Regions from separate parts of the Mus musculus genome. Here all the other regions are linked to region 3. The links are chromatin contacts, called in public promoter capture Hi-C maps. All regions are on one chromosome and are shown on one strand. Each heading gives the region's core, a stretch centred on a gene start, on an enhancer-like site or on the middle of the called end of the contact. The rest is flanking DNA. Distances are from core to core; before and after follow the strand shown.

Evidence for each region. Promoter capture Hi-C pulls out the DNA fragments that hold promoters and counts their contacts.
Region 1: a promoter capture Hi-C map of hippocampal neurons shows a contact between it and region 3, with 2.6 times the contacts expected there. The contact joins the enhancer-like site here to the promoter of Pygb in region 3. A contact is called at or near these places in 3 of 39 promoter capture datasets (the 3T3-L1 cell line, hippocampal neurons and liver), 3 of 115 datasets of contacts at active chromatin or transcription factors (astrocytes, large pre-B cells and stem cell-derived neural progenitor cells) and 2 of 9 other capture datasets (adipose tissue and embryonic stem cells).
Region 2: a promoter capture Hi-C map of pre-B cells shows a contact between it and region 3, with 6 times the contacts expected there. The contact joins the promoter of Nsfl1c here to the promoter of Pygb in region 3. A contact is called at or near these places in 6 of 39 promoter capture datasets (the 3T3-L1 cell line, embryonic stem cells, hippocampal neurons and 2 more), 1 of 484 Hi-C or Micro-C datasets (LSK cells), 3 of 115 datasets of contacts at active chromatin or transcription factors (astrocytes, embryonic stem cells and stem cell-derived neural progenitor cells) and 2 of 9 other capture datasets (adipose tissue and embryonic stem cells).
Region 4: a contact with region 3 is called in a promoter capture Hi-C map of pre-B cells, with 4 times the contacts expected there. The contact joins the promoter of Zfp120 here to the promoter of Pygb in region 3. A contact is called at or near these places in 2 of 39 promoter capture datasets (liver and pre-B cells), 3 of 484 Hi-C or Micro-C datasets (B cells, CD4 T cells and CD8 T cells), 1 of 115 datasets of contacts at active chromatin or transcription factors (bone marrow-derived macrophages) and 1 of 9 other capture datasets (adipose tissue).

Annotation. Positions count from the first base shown.
Region 1 is chr2:151,511,725-151,515,053 of GRCm38.p6, forward strand. No RefSeq gene overlaps it. Among named protein-coding and RNA genes, the nearest start is that of Gm52533, 5.1 kb to the right of the region's middle. Within about 2 kb of position 1,412, at least 24 of the 459 cell types and tissues checked have an H3K27ac peak or open chromatin away from gene starts, as enhancers often do. A contact at or near this core is called in hippocampal neurons, where this site is marked.
Region 2 is chr2:151,492,380-151,495,566 of GRCm38.p6, forward strand. Nsfl1c (NSFL1 (p97) cofactor (p47)) reads left to right here and starts at 1,803. Exons shown (of 10, transcript NM_198326.3): 1 at 1,803-2,033. The coding sequence starts at 1,929.
Region 3 is chr2:150,784,901-150,788,197 of GRCm38.p6, forward strand. It overlaps Pygb (brain glycogen phosphorylase), which reads left to right and starts at 1,896. Exons shown (of 20, transcript NM_153781.1): 1 at 1,896-2,210. The coding sequence starts at 1,968. Gm30141 (a long non-coding RNA gene) reads right to left here and starts at 1,852. Exons shown (of 3, transcript XR_375102.4): 1 at 1,071-1,852.
Region 4 is chr2:150,135,374-150,138,574 of GRCm38.p6, forward strand. It overlaps Zfp120 (zinc finger protein 120), which reads right to left and starts at 1,305. Exons shown (of 4, transcript NM_181266.2): 1 at 1,195-1,305. The coding sequence starts at 1,269.

The DNA of each region.
Region 1 (3,329 bases), core at 162-2,661, 730 kb after region 3:
TGTTTTACACTTGTTCCCTGCCCTTCGGACCTTTGACTTGCAGCAGCTTCAGGCATATCCCAGCCTGGTGAAGACATCCACCATTGAAGGCATAAAAAGGATAGTAGGGACCTTGGATAGAACCTCTTCTGCCTCCTTTACTGTACTGCTTCCTGCCCTGCCCAGAGCCAGGAGCCAATGTGATACTGTGAGCTACCAAGAAGCATCCTTAGACAGGGTCTTAGAAAACAGTGTTCTCCTGGGGTTGCAACGTCTCCGGCATATTGGTTACACCGGAACCAAAGATCTGGAAAAACAAAATTGGTCATTATAAACAGAACAAGGACAACAGAGTTTGTCCTGCATATTGAGTTGCTTGGAAGGAAGTTGGCAGCACCTCTATTTCTGCACTTCACAGGGCCCAGGTCACACTTGGCAAATGGTAGGGTGCATGGGCAAGGTTCCTGGGACCATGCTCTAATGCCCAGGCTTTCCTACATAATTCAGGCCCCTTCCACTACCTGGTTTTGCCTACATCCTCAATGATTTGCAAAGGGTCCTGGGTTTTCCCCCTGCCTGTGAAGTAAATATGGATGGCAGCTGCTTGAACTTGCCCCAGTTCTGTGCCTGGCCCACAGCCAAAGGAACTGCATAGAATGGGCTCCATGCCCAGGAAGGCTGTTTCCAGCTTCAGGCTTCTGTTCTGGAGGCTCAGGTGGAAACATCTGTCCACCCAGATGGGCTTTCATCAGATACTCTAGGGCTGTTGAACTGAGGGCAGTTCTCCACTGCATCATTGTGGATCATCCTAGCATTGCATGACAAGTAGGGGAATCACTTGAAACTAAGTAGGCTGTGCTTAGCATGCATTACAATGCCTGGACATGTCTTGATCTGTCGGAAGAGTACTTCTTATTCACCAGAGTAAAGGTAAGTTAATTATGATGCCTGTTGTGGGGGATAGGATCCCACTGTTTGCTCTGGCTGGTCTGGAAGTTACTATACCTCCATGTCAGGTTTCATGATGCCTTTTCTAACAAGTGCAGTTCAAGCTTGTTCAAAGAAACATGTTTGATCTTACTACACCAACCAACTCACAAGTAGAGTTATATACATCTCTTCCTCCTTAGAAGATGATTATGGAAGGAAGGAAGGAAGCATGCAGGCAGGGACTGAGCACATTCTTGGCTTTAGATGATACTGCCGCAGTTCCTTCCAGAGTACCACTAGCTGTTTCCTGCCATCAATACAATAGAGCATGCCCCTCTCCGCCAGACTCTTCAGGGTGACTTGGAATTTACTAAGAGCAACTGGTACAAACATAGGCCCCCTGCTGCTCCCTCTTTCTAACCTGCTCTGTTCTAACCACTAGATTCAAGACAGCTACTATCTGAGACCCTTTCTCAGGCCCAAATAAAAGGTCTTCCTTCTTACAAATGGGTGTGGCTCTGTTTTAATGGTCTGACTGTCTTCCTAGCTCCTTTCAGAGAGAGCAAGCCTGAGAAGCAGGGTAGAAAGCACATGGTCGAAGCATCTTACCTGTTCCCAGTCTGAGCCAGATCTTGCACATGATCAATCTCAGTAGCTCTGTCTCCCCCCCCTCCCCCCAATATGGTATTTTTAATAATTTGGGGATTTCACACTTGCTTCCTATCCCCATTCCTCGCAGGTCCACCCTTGATCTGCATACACCCAAATTATTCCAAGTCCAATTTGTGTTTCCCATATACTCATTGGAGCATGCTCAGACTCCCAGTGGCCACCCTTAAAGAGAACTGAGTCCTTCCCCACACGGCAGCAGCCTCTCTGGCACCTGCTGGGCCTCGTGGCTGCTCCAAGGAACCTGGTAGACCCTGTGTCAGTACCTTTATCCCTCGATGCCACCTAGGTGCTACTTGCCATTAGCTCCCTGGCCAGCTTCCTTCATCTCTCATGTGGAGTAAGCAGTAATTCCATGGATCTGCCCTTAACCAACATCATGTCTCACCCAGCAGAGGGCTCCTTTCACCACATTAACCATATGCTATGGCCTGATTCTCTAGTGCCCTGTGTGCATTTGATTGTGCCTGGAAACTCCTAAGGGACCTTGCAGGATCAGCTCCTGCCTACTACTATCAGCTCCCCGACATTCTCTGGCCTGTTTATTTGCTCCTTGCCTGATACAACATATACTGTCCATTTGTGTGTGTGTTTACTTTGGCCCTCACTAGAGCCTAACCTCTACCAAGGCAGGGTGTTTGGTATTCTTCACCCACACCTGGCTATGTTCAGCAGTAGTGGGGCAGATGAAATTGAAATGGAGTTGAGATTCTTATGTAAAGGATACACCCCCACTCACAATCTTCCCAGTAGGCTCTCAGCCAGAGAGGTAGCTTTTTAAAGAACATTGGTTACTCTAGCTTCATTCTGTGCAGATGGTTTAAAAAAAAAATGCAGACTAAAACCAGATGAACTTAGGAGGTGAGACATGCTGTGAAGAGAATGTTTCAGCACCTGGCTTACCAGTTACTGCCTACTGAGAACCTGAGGTTGTTGCCAGGACTTGAGCTACCACAAAGAATGCCAGCTACTGCCATTATTTTCACACTAACTTTGTACTTTACCTCCAATGGAAAAATGGGCAGAACTACATTTGAACCATTCACTGTTGTACTGCAAAGCCAGACTTCATGGTTGTTCTGCTGTGAAAAAGGCCCAAAGGACAGAGGTGGCAGTGATGGCAAGGGAGTATGGAGGAGTCTAGAAGAGAGCACCTGAGAGTTGGGTGGTAAAGGATGCCTGGAGATTGGTTTTTTTGAAAAAGAGGAAGCCACTGGACATGGTAGTACATGCCTTTAATCTCAGTACTCAGAGGCAGAGCAATCTATTGTGAGTTCCAAGACAGCTAGCGCTGTGTAAAGAGACCCTAGAGAGAAAGGGTGAGGGTGGGAAGTAGGCAGAGACAGCTGCAGAGAGTTAGGGTTGGGGGAAGAAACTTTCCCATAAGAGCCAGATCTAGCAGACAGGTGGTGTAGACAGGCAGATTTGGCTTTGAGTTTAGGTTCCATTTTCTGCTAGGTATGACCTTAAAGCAGTCACTTAAGCTTCTGTAGTTTTGTGTATCTCATTCAGTAGAGAAATTATCGTGGTCCCTACACTGAGGGGACTAAAGAGATCTGTGAAATGTTCGACTCTAGGAAGAACTTTCTAATGAGTATAGTTGCCATCTATTGAGCCCTTAGTGTGAGCACTTGGGCAGGCATGACCTCCTTAATTGAATACTTAGGAGGCAAGTGCTTTGATTATATTTATCCAGGGAGAAACTGTGCCTTATAAATATCAGGTACCTTATACAATAAGTAACTGTAGAT
Region 2 (3,187 bases), core at 553-3,052, 710 kb after region 3:
GAAGCCATGAGTATTGTGTGGAGTGCCCTGGATATTTGGGAGAACATGTGGAATGGACTAACTGGAAGCTATAGGTTCTGGGTACATTTCATACCTGAATGACAAGAAAGTCAGCTTTAAATTGAAACCAGAACTTGACCACAGGTGGAGCTGTGGGTGATGCTGTGTATATGTAGAGAGACAGCGAAGATAGAGGCTTGGTCAGTCTTTCTCCAAACTTCCAGGCTAGGACATTTGTTTAAAACTGGGATTGAAACTATAGCCTCTCCCATGACAGGCAAGGCCTCTGGCACTGGGCTGCATCCTCTGCCTTTTAGCATGGATTCACTTTCTCACCAGGTTTAGTTTTGTTTCCCAGACTGACTTTAAATATGCTCTGCAAGGTCACTCTTTCAGTCTCAGGCACCTGAGAAGCTGGGACGGCAAGGCCCAGGTTGTACTTTTCATTAGGTGTGGTCCTACTGAACCTCTGGTTTCTGTCTTTACCTGTAAAATGGGAATACTAACCTCTACCTAGCAGAGGTTTATTTTATGATGAAATAGATAATAATGTGAACACAGCACCTTCAGCAGGCTAAGGGAACCCTAATGCCCTGCACCCACAATTATTCCTATAGTCTTCTTGATAGCTGTCAGGCTGGGCAGAGGGCTGACTATGAATCGGACCAGCATCAAAAGCAGATAGGGTTCTCCTTACTGCTTCTCTGCAATGTGTTAGGTTCCAAATGGCCTCTGTGGGCCTTTTCAGTTGGTTACAGTGGGACTGATCTGCAGTTATACCAAAGGACGGTATTCACACCAATCCAGTGCTGTCGCGTTTGCAGCCATGCCCGAGGCTGGCTTAGAAGTTGGAGATGCCCCTGGCAGAGCTACTTCCTGCTCTTCATTCTCATAGTATGACTCTGTGGAACAAAAAGACTGAAAGGGGCTCTTGCATAGACCACTCCCTGTGAGATCCTCATTGTCTGATCCATGTGTTATTTCATCCATTCACTTATTCATTCATTCACACATTCATTAGTAGTGGCTTCATGCACAGTGAATGTGGCTCTGAGTCAGGCATAGGAAGAAGAGGAGAAAAACAAAGCATATAATCAGCTGACAGGAACCTCACTGAACACTCAATAAGTTCTGGTAGAATAATTGCTGGTCACCAACTTAGCAGATTGTAGGATGGTAACAGTTTAACCTTGAAAATGAGGGATAAATAGATGGACTTAGGAGGCTCCCAGCTTCACTTGTCCCCACTTTCACTTGAGGGGCAGCACTGTTGGAGAGAGAGCTCTAAACTTTCTCTGTAGGTGACACATGTCCATCTTACCTCTGCTCTGAGTCTCCTTGTCCTGGGCCAGCCTGCCAGTGGCAATGCAATGGTGATTTGCTAGATGCTGTGGAAAGTGGCAGGCTGAGACTTATACTAGTTTAAGATAGGAAACCATGGGGATGTGAGCATCGGTTAGAACTGTTAGGGTCAAAGGACATAAGCAACAAGAAGACAGGATACTTTGTTTTATCTCTGTTATTTCCACAGCCCTTGGAAGAGCATCAAGCCATAGACAGCGTAATGCTTCAAGAAGGAAATTAATGTGCAAATAAATAATTAACGAAATAAAGGGATGAGACCATGAGTAATTTCCAGGATCTGATTTCGGGACTACTTCATCCTGTGGGAAAACCAGCCCCTCCCTACTCACTTCCATCGACCTTCTACTTCAGCCATTAAGGTGAGGCTCACATAGGGGCCACCAGAGGGCGCGAGGCGGCTAGGTTTCCCACACGGAGGGCTTTTCCTGTGGCACCGCATTGGGCGGAGCCTACGAGCAGGCGCCCAGCGGCTGGACGCGGTAGAACGGCGGGCGGAACGCAGACCTGGGGTTCGGGCTGTTGCAGTGTCCGCCGGAGCGGTTTGGGAAGTGCACGGGGCGAAGATGGCGGAGGAGCGGCAGGACGCGTTGAGGGAGTTCGTGGCGGTGACTGGCACTGAGGAGGACAGGGCCCGTTTCTTCCTGGAGTCGGCTGGCTGGGACCTGCAGGTAGCGCCGCGAGGCGGGCCGCTTCGGACGGGCTGGGGAATACGGAGTGCGGCGTCGGCTCTGCGATCCCTACGCGGCCGAAGCGCACAGTCATCCCTGCGGGGCTGGGCCCTGCCTGGCCCAGGCCTCATGGTGCCTGGGGTCGCTTGCCACGCGTCACCGGCCTGGCTTGGAAGTTCATGGAGGCGGGCGGGCCCTGCTTTGCAGGGCCTCTGTTTTCCTGCGGGCTCGCAGTGTTGGCGAGACTTTGGGCGCTGCCGCAGTCCGCGTGGAGTCGTCGCCTGGGGGCGTGGCTGCCACGGCGAGTGCCTGCGGGTGGCCGGGTGGAATCGAGTGCCCTGCTTCCAGATGGAGCCCCACCGAGGTCGCGGTGGCCTTCCGATTCCGCTTCTGCAAGGATGCTGTGCTGGTGGGGGAAACCCTGCAAGGCATCAGCCCACGCCCCACTCTTGCCTAATTGCAGGGAGAAACTACCTGTGGGATTGTGGCGCACGTTTGGGGTCTCTGCACATTTCGTAGTTAACTGTAAAATGGGAATTTCTTAGGACTTACTGTCTTGTTCACTGGCATGTAGTAAATAGTCACTAAGGAATTAATTTAGAAGGCAAAGCTCCACCAGGCATAAAATGTTGCACACTTCTGATCCCTAGAGCAACACCCATCTCTTATTGCTCAGAAACACAGTAATTAATGTTAGAAAGAATTGATTGCATAAATGTCCTTGGCCAGCCTACATCTTAGGTAGATGACGATGACTAATATTTCTTGAGTACCTACAACAAGCCAGGCACTGTTCAGCATTACAGAATGTCTCATTTACATGTCTCACATTGCAGCTGAGACTTGGAGGATAAATAACTTGCTGAAGAGCTAACTACTAATTAAACAGGTAAAGACTAACCCTATCTTATGGATAAGGAATTGGACCCTCAAAGGGACACCGAATGTGCTCACTGTGTGAGCTTTCTGATGTAACCATGTCTACTGACTGTAATATTTAGCTTCCCAAACATTAGGGATCTTTATTCCTTTAACTCTTTCAGCACTCTGGAGGCAGAAGATCTCTGAGTTCGAGACCAGCCTGATCTACATAGTTCCAGGAGTAAATAGTCCCTCTTTCAAAAACATAACAAACAGAAAGATGCTCTTAAAGG
Region 3 (3,297 bases), core at 646-3,145:
CAAGAGTAGGGGAAAACATTCCAGTGTGTTGTCTCCCAAGAAGTCTGCCACTGAGTAGAGGTTGAGGTAAATTAACTTTGGAATCATCAAACCAGGAACAACTTAATTTGCCTTTTCTAGAACTGGCACTGGAATGCAGGGTATCCATTGTGCAAACCACACTATTACTGAGCTACACCTCCAGTCCTACACCTGGACTTTTATGACATCCCCTGTGGCAACCTTTATCTCCATAAGCAGGACCGTCTGCATCCCCATCAGCTAACCTAAAGAGGCAAATGAAGGCAAGTCACTGACCTCACTATGTGGGGAAAGCGTCTCCACAACAAGGGAAGGCAGTTCTTCTGGGGCCAAGGGAGTTTACAGGAGGCAGCACTGTATATCGATGACCAGAGGGTCTCATCCCAGAGCTCCCTGGGAAAGAGTGCCAAGCGGCAGCTTTGAAAGCTGCTCCCCACATATGGTGAAGGGTTATGTGTCTCTGTCAGAGAGGCTGATCTCTAGCTATAGGGTATTCCTTCAAAAACTATATATATTCATGTATGAATGTATGTCTGTATAATTTTATGATAGCTTGGTGTCTGGTTATGTAGGAGTCAATTGGATTAAAGTTTTACTTAGGTAGGTTGAGTCCTGCCTTGTTAAAAAAAAAAAAAAAAAAAAAAAACCACCCACCCTTTATCTGGAAAACAAACATTTGCCAAAACTGCCTGAAGGGAAGGTTGTCACAGAGGACTAAGGTCATGCTGAACCTCCTCTTACAGTTTGCTAAGAGAAAAGTTCTTTTACAGTCCAAGACTACTGTTATTTGCAATTCCTGTATGCCTTTTTATTGCTACCTGCCTGATACATATTATTGAAATTATAATGTATTCTTATATAAAACCATTTGTTTCTGCAATTTATGTTGCTGTAAACACTCCTAACTAAACTCCCTTAATGATTAAGGGATTCAGAGACCACTCTGAGATGGTCCCCTAGGCAGGCAGTGTTGCCTCCTGACCTATAAACGGTAAGAAATTTGGGCTGGCCTAAACCCTTTCAGAACCTCAGCTTGCTTCCCTGCTCACCAATGAAATGTTTCTCCTTCTTCTCCTTGTGCATGGCTGACTTCTTTCTGGATGGAATTTTTCTTTAACAACCAGAAAGGTTGTGATTGATAGTAGCCTCTGCCCATCCTTGGAGAGAATGCTGTATACTTAATTTGCAGCAGATTTTTTGTGTTTGTCACTGCAGCCTAGACTGGCGATTTGTATTTTGAGGAGTTCCATGCAGTTTGTTCTCCAGAGCTGAAGTGGTGTCATGGAGGCACAAACATTGATATGACTTATGAATTTTTAGTTTTTGCACAAACAACGTTTTTTTCTTGCGTGTGTTTTCAGAACCACCTGTCAGCTTGGCGACGAGTCCCAGCAGGTATTGGGGGCTGTCTGTCAAGCGTGTGCACACTTCTCTGAACGTTTAACAGAGCTCAGCTACACCTGAGCACCCAATGCAGTCCTAAAAAGGGCATCTGGTGATTCTGTGCAGAGCCAGTCCCTGCAGCCCCGGAAACTCCAGGAAGTCCCTGAATGGCAAGAGTTTGCCTTCCAGTGTGGCAGGCGCAGCCACTGGTTCGGTTTCTACTTTTGCCTCATAAAAGTGGTAAATCTTAGGTATGGGGAAGCTGCAGTCCGGTTTTTCCAGCCCCAGACACACCAGTAAAGGAATAAACCATTTCCCCTCGAGCGTCCACGTTCTCTTCCCGGCTGAAACAGCCTGATTGACGGGCTCTTTCTCCGAGGCTCCGCCTCCAGATCAGCCCACGCCCATCCACAGGGCCCGGCCCTCTCGCAAAGCGCAGGCGCAATCCGTATGAGCCGGCCTCCGCTGCAGTCCTTGGCGCCAGAGACACCGCAGCATCCCAGCGCTAGAGTCTTCTCTGCTCGCTCCAGGGCCGTACCCTGTCCTCTGCCTCTTCTGGCGCCATGGCGAAGCCGTTGACGGACAGTGAGAGGCAGAAGCAGATCAGCGTGCGTGGCATCGCGGGGCTGGGCGACGTGGCCGAGGTGCGGAAGAGCTTCAACAGACACCTGCATTTCACGCTGGTCAAGGACCGCAATGTGGCCACGCCCCGCGACTACTTCTTCGCTCTGGCACACACAGTTCGCGACCACCTAGTGGGCCGCTGGATCCGCACGCAGCAGCATTACTATGAGCGGGACCCCAAGGTGAGCAGCCCGCCCTCCCTGGGAGGGAGACCGAGCCCAGGGCAGGGCGGGTCCCGCCCCCCCCCCCCTCCCAAGTATCGCCCACGGGCCTGGTCCCTGTTGCACCACGGTCACCTGCGACCAATGAAGAGACAGTAGAGTTATGCATCCTCCTTCGAAGGACCGGTGCATACCCTCTCTTTCGGGTTTCGTTTTAATTGAGACCCATCCCCCTGCTCCCCGGCCCGCAGTCCCCAGTCCCTAAGTATGGCTTTGAGTGGCCCCTTGTCTTCCACCGCAGTCAGTCCCCCACCGGTACGTTGTCTGGAATCTGGCTGTATGGAGCCAGGCCTCTGCCCACGGCGGAGTTGCGCATCCCAGAGAAGTGCTCTAGGGGTCTGCTCTTGCCGGCGGATTTTCCGGCTGTTTTCCAGCTGTGGACTTCCGAGATGGCTTCAGAGTTCATGCTTCCTCTACTCCCCCACTCCCCTCCCCCTTTTGTTTTTCTGCAGCCCCGAGCGAAGAAGATGGGGGACTGGAACTAGATCCGGTAGTTTTATGAGTCGGAAAGGGGTGAGATCAGTAATCTGCAGGGAATTGCCCCGCCCCGTGCTCCCCACCCTACCCCCTACTCCGAGACTGATGAGAAGAAAATCACTTGTAATGCCTGCCTGAAACAGGAGAGGGTCCGAAACTCAAAGATGGAATCCTCGTGGGGAAGGCTGCCTTTGAGGTTTCCACCTTGACAAAACTTGTTAGCAAGTTGCTTTAGAAGTTGTAGCATTTTTTCTGTTTTGCAAACCTTTATTCTTAGTAGGAAAACAAAATACACTGAACGGAGCCTTTGACAGTTCTCACCACCCCAACCCCCAAAACTTCTCAGCTCTGTCTGCTGGACTGCTAACTCTGTGCAATTAAGCTGGCTTCAAACCCACGGAAACCCACCAGCCTCTGCCTCCAGAGTGCTGGGATTATTAAGGCGTGTGCCAGCTCCACCAGGTCCCCCAGTCCTCCTTATTCTGTTCCGTTTATGTTTCCAGGTAATTGCTGTTCCTAAATACACAGGTATGCATATTTGTATGCTGCACAATTTTGTGGCTTTTATTTC
Region 4 (3,201 bases), core at 55-2,554, 650 kb before region 3:
TTATGAAGTCAGCACAAACTACTATACAGTGAGAAAACCACAGGAAGGAGCTAATAAAAGAAAGCTGGAGAAACAGGAAGAGAGAACCTCTCAAAAACGTTCCTGACCAAGCCCACACTGGACTCGGGACTGACAACCATAGCCGCATGTGGTGGGATCTCAGGGTCTGAAGCAAGCCATCCCCGAAGGCCCTGGCCCCAGACCTCCACCCGCTCTCCCAAGCACCGTCCTTGCTTTAGAGAAGGAGCTCTATTTTATTCTCAGCACTTCAGGGCCTTAGGGGAAGCTCCCAAGCCTGAGCCCCAGGCTGGCATTGGCTCTGGAGACCTAGAAGGAGCTGTTCTATGCCTTGCTTGACCAGGCCAGTCCTCACCAAAACAGTGTTTTTCCTTTTCAAAAGGTTGTCACCAGCTGTAGTCTTGCCCATGTGGCAAAACGATGCTTTTCTCAAGAAGAAAACCAGACCTTTATGGCACACCAGGCCTTAAAATTGGTTGTGGCCCTATTTTACCCCTTGGAGCCACTTGTTAGAGACCTGCTCTTTGAAGTCAGGATGGGCCTAATTCATGATTGTAAAGCAGAGTTGTCTCCTATGTTATGGTTTGTGGACAAATGTCTGGACAATCCTGGTACACTACCACATGTATTCTAGCATCCTATTCTCCATTCGGCCTTTTTAGCATAGCACATACCTGTGTGGAGTTTTAGGGGCAGTCCTTTCTCACCTACATTCGACTTGCCGTCACTACAAGCATTAGTCTAGATCCTTTACATCAATTTTACTCTTCTACATCACCGCTTAATATTTGAGTGCTATCCGACACACGAGATGCCTTTTACAGGCTCCACAAAATTAACTCGAAATGGGTCTTATACCTACCTGTAAAATGCCTAAATGCTAAGGCCAAAACTTACTATAGAAACTAGGGCTCTCCGAGTTTGGCATCCTGCCAAGGGTATTTCTACACAGAAGCCCTTTCCCCAAATGTTTTGTGTAGATGCAGCCACGCTAGTGAGATGATTCAGTGCCCACCGCCAGGTCCAGAGAGAGAGAAAAGGACCACAGGGAAGCTCACAAGTCTCAGCTTCTGTCAGGCTGCTGTTTACTACTGAGCCCTGGGACGACCCAGCACTCCAGCCCCCTTGGCTCAGCCGCCTGCTCCTCCCCTTTGTGGGAGACCGCCTGGCACTTACCATGTCGGAACTTCTGGGCTTGCCTGAGGTCCCCGCACCCAGGAGCGGTACACAGAACACATCAAGCAGAAACATTCGCGACTGCCAGCTTTAAAAGAGGAACTTGCAAGATCGCACCCGGAAGAGCCCGCCTTCACTTTTGAGTGGCAGATCCGGCTGGATGTCCTGATTGGCTAGTGAATCTGGAGTGACATACACACCACCCATAGGATTAGAGTGTGTTGAAGGGACACAGAGGAATAATTCCAGGCACAGGTTGCCAGCAGAGGCCAGTCCTTTTCCGGGTCTGTAGAAATTTGCATTTCAGTACCACCTGTGTCTGTCTTCCAATTGCTTGCTGGTCTTTTTCCCCCACCCTGGTCAGGGGAAGACCCACAACTCCAATTTGCTGTTGCTGAGTTACCCGCCTCTCTCCACTGTGGGCCACATTGCAAATTTGGAGCTTTCCAAAGCTCCAGTCACAACACTCAGTAGGCACTTCCGCTTCTTCCTTTTGGAATCATTGAGACTTTACTTAGGGAATGTTGATAAGTTCACATATAGGTTTGCCTACCCCTATGCATGCTATGTTAAATCCTCTTCTGAACTTGATCACAAGGTAAAAGCAGAGATTTTTAATGGCATATAGCTCAAAGTCATGCAGAAACATTTTGTAAATTATAAAAGTGATGGACAGAAATGCCTCTAGAATGTCCATCTTCTATTACAAAATCTTAGCTAACCATCCAGTAAATGACGCTGTAAAAGTAGATGGCTAAGGAGCCAATGCTGCCTGTTAATCATTATCTGTGATCTAACCAATAAATGTATCAAAATGTATAGATACAAAAATGTATCAATGTATAGAAAGAACAGAGAACACTAATGCAGAGGACCAACCTCACCTAGGTCTGGATTCCTAAGAGAAGGGGTGTTCGAGAGCAACAGGGAAACAAGCAACTAGAACTCAAATCATGGGTCCAAGCTGCTGGCTTATGTTCTGCTGAGATAGCATTCCAGATGAGATGGCTTCCCAGACTGCTTTCTCTGTGTCTGTGTGTTCTGCTCTGCTCTAGACAGATTTTACCTTCTATTCTAAAACCTCTGAGGTTGAGACAGCTAGCTTTCTGCTTGAGACAGCTCTCTGCTAGTAAAAATTCTAAACGCTCTCTGGATAGCTCCTCAGTTTTCTGACCAAAGTCAGAAAAAACTGATCTAAAAAATTCGTGGCTTTTCCAACCAATTCAAAAAATACTGTTAGAAAAATTCTAAAAGTAATTCTTGGGTTTTCAAAATCAGAAAGGAAAAAAAAATCTGCTGTGTTCACTCTTCACATAGTCTTCTCTGGATAACTGCTAGAAAATATTTTAACAGAGCTGTGTCGCCTCTCTAAGTAATTCTTTGGGTTTCTAACCTCAGACATTAGAATGTTAGAAAAAAATCCTGAAGAGCTGTGTTTGCTTTCCAGAGATATCCAGATAGCTCAGCTCTCAATACTGAAAAAAACATTTTAAAAAGTAGTGCAGTATCTTCCTGCTAGCTCATCATATGCAGATCAAAAGCCTGTTTTTTTTAATTATATATGAATTTGGTTATTTATTCCAGGATCCCTTTTGATTATCCTATGAATCACCAGCCCATAACCCCAGCTCCTTGATGCTTAGGAGACAGCAAGTACATTTTATTTATTTATTTTTAACAATGTAAAAGAATTCAGAAATCTTGCTTAACTCTGTTATGTAGCTGGGTAGGAGTGTGCTGGGGGGACACAGAGTAGTTGCAAGCAGTGGAATGTTTCTATTGAGGCTTACTGGGCTATCCTAGTAGGTATTTGGAAGACTCTGCTGCTGAGAGTGACTTGTACTGTGCAGACCTGGCCCAAGATGTTTCAGTGAAGAAGAACTTCAGTATCTGGCCTAGAGACTGTTTTTGGTGAAGAAGATGGGTGCTTTATGCCCTTGTCTGAAGAGTCTACCTGAGACTAAGGTAAAGAGATTTATATTAGTTGTATTGACAAAAGAAGTCTTT